Regions from separate parts of the Sus scrofa genome. Here region 1 is linked to region 2. The links are chromatin contacts, called in public promoter capture Hi-C maps. All regions are on one chromosome and are shown on one strand. The core of a region is the stretch at or near the end of the contact, and the rest is flanking DNA. Distances in the headings are between cores, read along the strand shown. Region 1 has its middle 120 kb from the start of SLC5A3. Region 2 holds the start of SLC5A3 (sodium/myo-inositol cotransporter).

Region 1 (3,475 bases), core at 723-3,222, 120 kb before region 2:
GCCCCTAATCCCACCCTCATCACCCACTCCCCTCCAGCAATAGTGCCTGCTCCTCCAACAGGGAGAACCACAGTCCCACCTCAGGGCCTTTGCACTCTCTGCCCTCGCCCCCCACACACATCTGGAATGTTCTTTCCCCAGAAATCCACAGGGCTCACCCCCTCACCTCCTTGTCATCTGCTCCAAGACCACCTTCTCAATGAGGCTCTTTCTCCTGGCCCTATTCAAAATCACCCCCCATCCTTCTCTCCTGCTGTTTTTTCATCACTTATCACCACTTGAAATACTCTTGCTTTCTTATTTATCATCTGTCTCCCCTAAGACAGTAGGATCTTCCCAAAGGCAGGGATTGTTGTGTTGTCTTCAGTGCTGTATCCCTGGGCCCATAAGAGCTGTTCAATAAATATTTATCGACTACCTTAATACATGTAGCCATATATTAATGTAGCAGTGACTCTTGGTCTAAGTTAATTCAACTTAACCATGTCTATTGTTTATGCATGCGGATAAAAAAACACTTCCATAGATTCCTTAACAAACAGTCTTAGAGACATAATTCCATTGTCTTTTGTCTCATTTCGTTGTCTCAGGAATTGTTATTATATGGATTTTTACAGAGGTTAAAAACTAAGACTCAGGGAACTGTGGGAGCTTTTCCAGAATCTTCAGCAGGTCGCTAGCAGAACTAGGGCAGCCAGGGTTTCCTGTCTTCTTAACCTCAGCTCAGCTCACCTATTTCAGGCCCAGGACGGCCCTTTCTTAGCCTTCTGTCCTACGGGGTCCTCCCGAAGCCTCATACTTGTCTTTATTTTCTCCTTTCCCCTCCCACAGGGCTGAGGCCCACGATCCCGCTCCCCGTTCCAATCTCAGGAGAAGCTTTTGTGATGTCTTCTGGCAGAGGCGCTCAGAGGCAAGGTTGCATTCTGATTTTTGGACTGTGTTCACTAGGCTCTTTTACACTGCGAGGAGCAGAAACAGGCCTGGAATCCTTGAAATCATGAGGATTTATTGCAGGGCTTCACGTGGAGTTAAGATAGCGATCTCTTAACACAGCCCAGCTTAGTAGAAACGCTAGAAACGCTATGGCCTGCGCAGCAGCCTCACTCCGGGGACTGGAACTCAGGCTCCCCGCTCCTCCCCCTTCTTTGCCTGGCTAGCTCCTATCCTTCCATCTCGGATCAGGATCCCCTCCTCCGCGCAATGGCAGACGGAGCAAGATGTGCCTCCCTGGAATTTTCTGTGCGTCTCTGGATCAGGGCACGGATCCTATTACCTTAGGTTCCTCTGCAGCTCTGGGTCTCCAGGCTCCCTTATTATATATACACACACCTTTGCCGATTCCTAAACCCTTCGCTCTCTAGGACCCACCAGCCACTTCCAAAGGGGTGCCAGTAGTTCCTGGTGGATGGATCTAGAAAGGTGGTCGATTCATTCATTCTCCGCATACTTATTGGGTTGTAAAGCCCTGACGAGGAACCCGAGGGGCGATTGCAGGCAGGACTTAATGGCTTCGGTGGGCAAGGCGGGGGCTGGGGACGGTGGCTGATATCACACACACCCCCAGCACACTCTTCACCAGAGGGGGAAATGCCACCACAGGGCTCCCCCCAATACACACACACCCTCGCCAGCCTCTCTTTGATTTGCTGACAGCTCCTCTCGCAGAGAGGTGGGGGTAACTTGAGAGAAAACAAAAACAAAAACAAAAACAGCTCCTGCACGGTGACTGGCCTGAAAGTGCCCCGAAACTGGGCGGCTTTGGAGGGGCTCCCGAAGCAGCGGGCCCGGCCCAAGACCCAGGGACGTGGGGACCCAGAGACCCGGGGATGCAGGATGCTGAGCGCGCGCCGCCGCCAGGGGCCGCGGCAGCCGCCCGCCCGGCGCATGGAATTTTCCACCGCCCGGCCGAGCTTGCACAATTGCGTCTCATTGGCCGAGCGGGGGTGTCTGTCCCCGCTTGGGGACGGAGATTAGATTAGCCTGGGAGCCCTCCTCAGTGGGCTTGGCAGGGTTCTGATTAATCAGGTCAGCGGGGCCAGGGAGGGGAGTCGAGGGAGGGTGGGAGGGGGGAGCCGGCGTCTGTTTTCAAACCCAGCTAAGCTCCAGCCTTTGGATGTCACCTTTCTACACAGAAAATGCTCCAGTGAGCCGGGAAAGGGCGAGGGAGATTAGAATTTGCCTCTTCATAGTAAAATTCCCTTAGAAACCACTGGAAAATAAGATTCCCAATGCCCAAGTCCTGCTGCCTCCGCATCCCGAATTCGCCCGCCAACACCCACTCCCCCTTTAGTCTCCGTCTGGCCCTGGCATTTAACCCTTTGAGCAGCCATGCCGCCAAGAGTTTCTCTTTGGACAGTGATTGGCACAGGCTTCTCCATCGAATCGGAACTTCAGAACCGAATCCGTTTCCACGCACTCCCCTCCCCCCCAGGGTCAATCCAAAAATGCAGACAGTTAAAACCAGAAATAGGGAAAAGTGGCTCTTTTCTGACGGTTGGAGAATCAGCACGAACTTCATACCCTGACGTTAAATGTGCAGCGAGCCTTGAGAGACCGTCGCTGTGCTCAGATAGATTGTCTGCATAATGGGATTTATGTGTGAGCAACTCCTGTTGATTTATGATTAAAATACTCCCCTTGTTTTGTTCTCTGCTGAAGTTTCTGGCGTTAGGAAGTTCCTTTCTGAGAGTTACTGTTGAAGCTGCCACAAAGGCCAGCTCGCTCCCTTGGGGGATGTTTGGCGAGTGAATGAATGATGTTCCCCTCAGGTCAGGGTCCTTAGAATGACAGCAGTATTAGCTTCTGGGTCCTAGTGCCGGCTGTGTCACTTACTAGTCATGTGACCTTAGACAACTCAATTTCCTTGAGCCTCAGATTCCTTACTTTTAAAAATGGGGTTATGGGGTTCCCTGGTGGCTCAGCAGGTTGAGGATCTGGCGTCTCGCAGGAGTTCCGTCCCTGGCCCTGGGATCTTCTGCATGGGTATGGCTGAGAAAAAAAAAATGGTGTTAATACGTTTCTCAAAAGTTAGGTGGAGAATTACCTTGTGACCCAGCTACTCCACTCCCAGGTGTACATTGAAAAGAATTGAAAATGGGTACTCCAAACAGATGCTTGTACGGGAATGTTTATTACAGCATTAGTCACAGTAGCCAAAATGTGGAAATAACCCGTGTCCATCAACAGATGATCAGATAAATAAAATATGGGAGCATATCCATACAATGAAATATTACTCTGGCATAAAAAGCAATGATGTTCAGATGCAAACTATTACATTTAGAATGGAGAACAATGAGGTCTTATTGTATAGCACAGGGAACTATATCCAGGCTTTTGGGGTAGTTCATGATAGAAGATAACAGAAAATAAAGGAATGTGTGTGTATACACACACATATTATACACACACACATATATATGTATAACTGGGTTACTTTGCTGTACAGCAGAAAGTGGCACAACATTGTAAATCA
Region 2 (4,000 bases), core at 1,424-3,923:
GAGATGCTCTGAGAGCCTCAACATAGCATCTGCATCTTAAATTAAAAACCTCTTGTATGTTCAACTTTAAGGACTCTGCACTATAGGTCATAAGAAAAACAGTAGGGGGATAGAAAATATAATCTGAAGACTAGGAATGTTCCTCAGGCTTATAAGTGCCATGGAAAAGAAACAGAGACTCTGGGAATTAAGGAAAATGCTGCAAAAATCAGTCTCTCAACTTCCATGTTTGTAACAGTTCCTCAATTTCAAGACTTAAAATTGTGGAGTTACATACACTAGGCTATCTGCAGCAGAACCACAAACCATGCATATTAACAGGGAGGTCTCCCCAAAGCCTGTCAAAGATATACAAGCTCTAGGTGCAAGTGTTCATTCATCTTCCTCAAAGTATTGATCTTATTTTAGAATTCAATTTTCCCTAATTGAAAGCAAGCAAAACTGTTCAAAACCAGGAAGTCTGTTTGTTACACATTGATAACCTATTCAAAAACAAATTTGTGAACAATAACAAAAAAAGAGAAATTTTTTGTTGTTTCATCTCACTTTATTTAGGTCAAGGATCTCTTCAACACAACTTCACCACTGTTACAATGTCCTCTATCTGTAGCCATGGAGGCCTCGCCTCCAGGGAGGAGTTCACCTTGATTATCTGCAAAGGTTCCCCCCCCACCCGTCTGCCCTCTTGCCAGGATTTCAAGGAAGGTTAACTGAATTATTATTTTAACCAAACTACACTATGTGGCTTGTCTGAACTGGAATAAAAAAATACATGCTCCACACCAAAGATCATGAATACTGGTTGTTACAGGATACAAAAACAGTTAAGTAACACACGTAAAGGAAATACATTTAACTAATATACCTGACGCCCTGTTAACAAATGCACAGTGCTTGGCAACTATGCTAAGGACAAAAAAAAAGTTCAGAGTTTTCACATCAAGGGTTTATGAAATGAACAAATACTACATCTATGCACCGACTCTTTCCTGATACCTGTTTCCTCCCTAAAACAAGGTGAAACAAAAGAAATTTCAATGACTGCACTTGCCAGGTTCTGATAAACTCTAAAAAGAATAAAAGGATAAGGGAGAACTTTAAACAATTTCCACATAATTAAATATGCTTCTTTTACGTTAACATGCTTTTTTCCCCTTCATTGTTTCTGCTCCCTTTTAGTAGTATATGCTAATACAGAGAAAGGAGAGCCAAGAAAGAGGTAATATTCAAAAGGCTAAACAATGCAATCTTACCATCTCCCAAATTCAGGGGGAATAAGCCTGGGGACACAATAGCGTGCCTCACCAGACTCTAGACCTGCTCAAGAGGCCCCGACTGGTATCCTTCCCCACTTTACAGTGTGCAAAGAACGAAACGACTGTCTATGCTCTGTGATTGGTGGTTTTTCAATGGCGCTTGGACCAAGACCCCAGGCTTTAAGTTCAACCAAACTCCTCAACAGCTCTTCTTCAAAACTGACCCAAAACATAAAAATGTGCCCAAACCAAGCCTCTGGCAATGTAAGGAGGCTACGTTTCTAAAGTTCGAACATAGTGGTTATTTTTTTTTGCTGTTATTATACCTGGAAGGAAGAAGGAAAAAAAAAAAAGCATATGCCACACTCTACGTTACCGAATCCACGGAAGAATGGGGATTTGGGCGACGGCTTGAGAAGTACCTGACCCAGAACAGAGAACGAAGAGCTGCCTCCAGGCCGCGGGTCCCCTGTCCTCGGCCACACCATTACCTGAAGTGAGCGGGCTGCAGGATCGCTTAGCATCCCTCCAAACCTGAAATCCCCTACCTCAAGAGCAATCAAAAGCAGGGGGAGCAAAGTTTCTTCCAGAAGGCGCACAAAAAAAGGCCACAACTTGGATGAATGAAACTGTGCTAAGGGCACCCGGAGCAGGATTTTCGCTGAAGTCAGAAAAAGAGAAGTCAAAAGATTTCTTTTAACATGAGAGCTGGTTCTACGCGACCGTGGTCCAGACAACTGCACAAACACGCTTTGCAGAAGGTTTTATTGAGCGCGGACAGTTCCGGGGCTGCCGGCGGGCGCTAGAGTGGAGGCGGCGGCGGCGAGGCGGAGGCAGAGGCGGGTGGGCGGCGGAGCTGCGCCGGAGCAGGCGGCGGCGGGGCCGGCGACGAGGCTGCTTCCCGACGGCGGGCGCGGGGCCGGACGCTGGCGCGTGTCCTCCCGCGGACCTTCCACTGGACCCCCGTGGGCTGCCCCGCCCCCAACCCCCGCCCGCCCGCCAGCCAGCCTGCCCGGCGGCCGCGTGCGAGGCACACCCTCCCGCGGCCGCGCTCCCGCGTCGGCACACCCCCGCCTCCCGCGCGCACGCGGCCTCGCCGAGCCGCCGGCCGGCCCCACGCGTCCCCTCGGCGCGGGCGCCCGCCGCCCGCCCGCGGCCCCGACCCCCTCCCGGCCGCGCGGGGAGAGCGGGGGGCGGCGGCCTAGCGGCCACTGGGACACCCGCGCGAGAAGGCGGGCTCTGAGGGGAAGGTCACTTACCCGCTGCATGGCTTTCAGAATCAAAGCCAGCTCGTAGCGGGGCATGCCCGAATGCACAGCGCGCGGCTCCTCACGGAACCGTCTCCCGGGATGAAAGAGGGCGGGAACCGCGGAGACCTGGCGGACCGCTGGACCGGAAGGCTCCCAGGCGGCGAAAGCACGCTCCGGCCGCGCGAGCCCGGGCTTAAAGGCTCTGGCAGCTGCGCAGACGGGCCGCCACGCCCCCTCGCCTAACCACGCCCCCCCGCGCGCCACGCCACGCCCCCTCCTTAAGGCGGCCGCGCCGCGCCCCCTCGACAGCCCCGCTCTCTGCGGTCGGCAGCCAGCGCGGGGACCAGCGCCCTGGCCAGGCAGCCACTGCAGCAGGGCAGCACCGCGGGTCCCCTCTGCGAGCTGCCAGCGGGAGCTGCACACGCCTCCGACCCTGCAGCTGCCGCTGCCGCCGCGCTTGCTACGTATGGTTCTCGAACCAGCTGGAACTTTCCATGCCTTCCGTCTCATCCTGGGCGATGAGCGAGCGAGCGTGCGCCCCCGTGTGCGCGTGCGCTGCGGTGCGGTCTGGTCTGTGCGCGCGCCCTTACCCCGCGACTCTTAAGCGTAAGGGGCCTGCCTTGTCGGTGACCACTGTTCTCTGCACGGGGTCTCTGCCGGACCCCAAGCTCTCGCCACCCACGGCCGCGCATCCGGGTTCCGGAACGTTCCCGCTTCGGTCTGCGCCCCCGCGCAGCGCCCGCGGGGTACACCCGGGGCGTACTGCCCCTCCCGCCTCTGCCCACAGCTCGGTGTTCTAGCGCAGCCGCTAGCGCGGCCTCCTGGGGCCCCTTCCCCAGCGTGGTGGGCGTCAGGCGCAGGCTGTGGGCCACCGGGCTCGGGTCGTATCCCATCCCTCGCCGGCTGCCTGACCTCGGGCAGGCTCTTAGGAAAAGGGGGATGTGAAGGACACCTCCTTCTCGTGATTGCGATGCCTCCGAGTAAGTTGATGCTCGTAAACCGCTGAGAAAGATGCCTGCACACACCAGCATTTGTTGTATGAGCACGGCCTGACCCACGTGTTGTTGTCAAGGGCAGGCTAATACTTGGGCTCGAACCAATATTCTTTAAATGTTTATTGGGCGTTCATTTAGGGAACAGGCTAAATGCTCGGTAAGTCATTTAGTAACCAACCATCTGGGATCGTGCGTGCCCTGGAAGGAGCAGTCTCTGGCCTTCCATCTTACTCCCACCCCCACCCTCCCCAAACACGCACACAGACCTCACCTCTCCCTCCAGCCTTTGGCTCTACTTTCCCTGGCCGGAGGTGTACTAAATGCATTGTTTTCCAGCTCCATTCCTTAAAGATTGATCTCCTTGCAACTGTCGTCCTCGCCCACGCTTGCCCCACAAAAGCGTCTATAGGCGAAGTATCTGTCAACTTTAGTGTTATAAGAAGTAAAACTTACTGAGCACTTATTACGCGTCAGGCAAGACACCACTTTAACGTGTGTC

Evidence for each region. Promoter capture Hi-C pulls out the DNA fragments that hold promoters and counts their contacts.
Region 1: a promoter capture Hi-C map of liver shows a contact between it and region 2, with 6 times the contacts expected there. The contact joins the enhancer-like site here to the promoter of SLC5A3 in region 2. A contact is called at or near these places in 2 of 5 promoter capture datasets (fetal liver and liver), 8 of 47 Hi-C or Micro-C datasets (brain, embryonic fibroblasts, fetal heart ventricle and 3 more) and 1 of 2 datasets of contacts at active chromatin or transcription factors (skeletal muscle).

What each region holds. Positions count from the first base shown.
Region 1 is chr13:197,811,173-197,814,647 of Sscrofa11.1, reverse strand. No RefSeq gene overlaps it. Among named protein-coding and RNA genes, the nearest start is that of SLC5A3, 120 kb to the right of the region's middle. Within about 2 kb of position 1,972, at least 52 of the 83 cell types and tissues checked have an H3K27ac peak or open chromatin away from gene starts, as enhancers often do. A contact at or near this core is called in brain, fetal liver, liver and 2 more, where this site is marked.
Region 2 is chr13:197,687,305-197,691,304 of Sscrofa11.1, reverse strand. SLC5A3 (sodium/myo-inositol cotransporter) reads right to left here and starts at 2,673. Exons shown (of 2, transcript XM_005657149.3): 1 at 2,516-2,673. MRPS6 (28S ribosomal protein S6, mitochondrial) reads right to left here and starts at 3,399. Exons shown (of 4, transcript XM_021069846.1): 1 at 3,189-3,399; 2 at 2,516-3,105. The coding sequence starts at 3,399.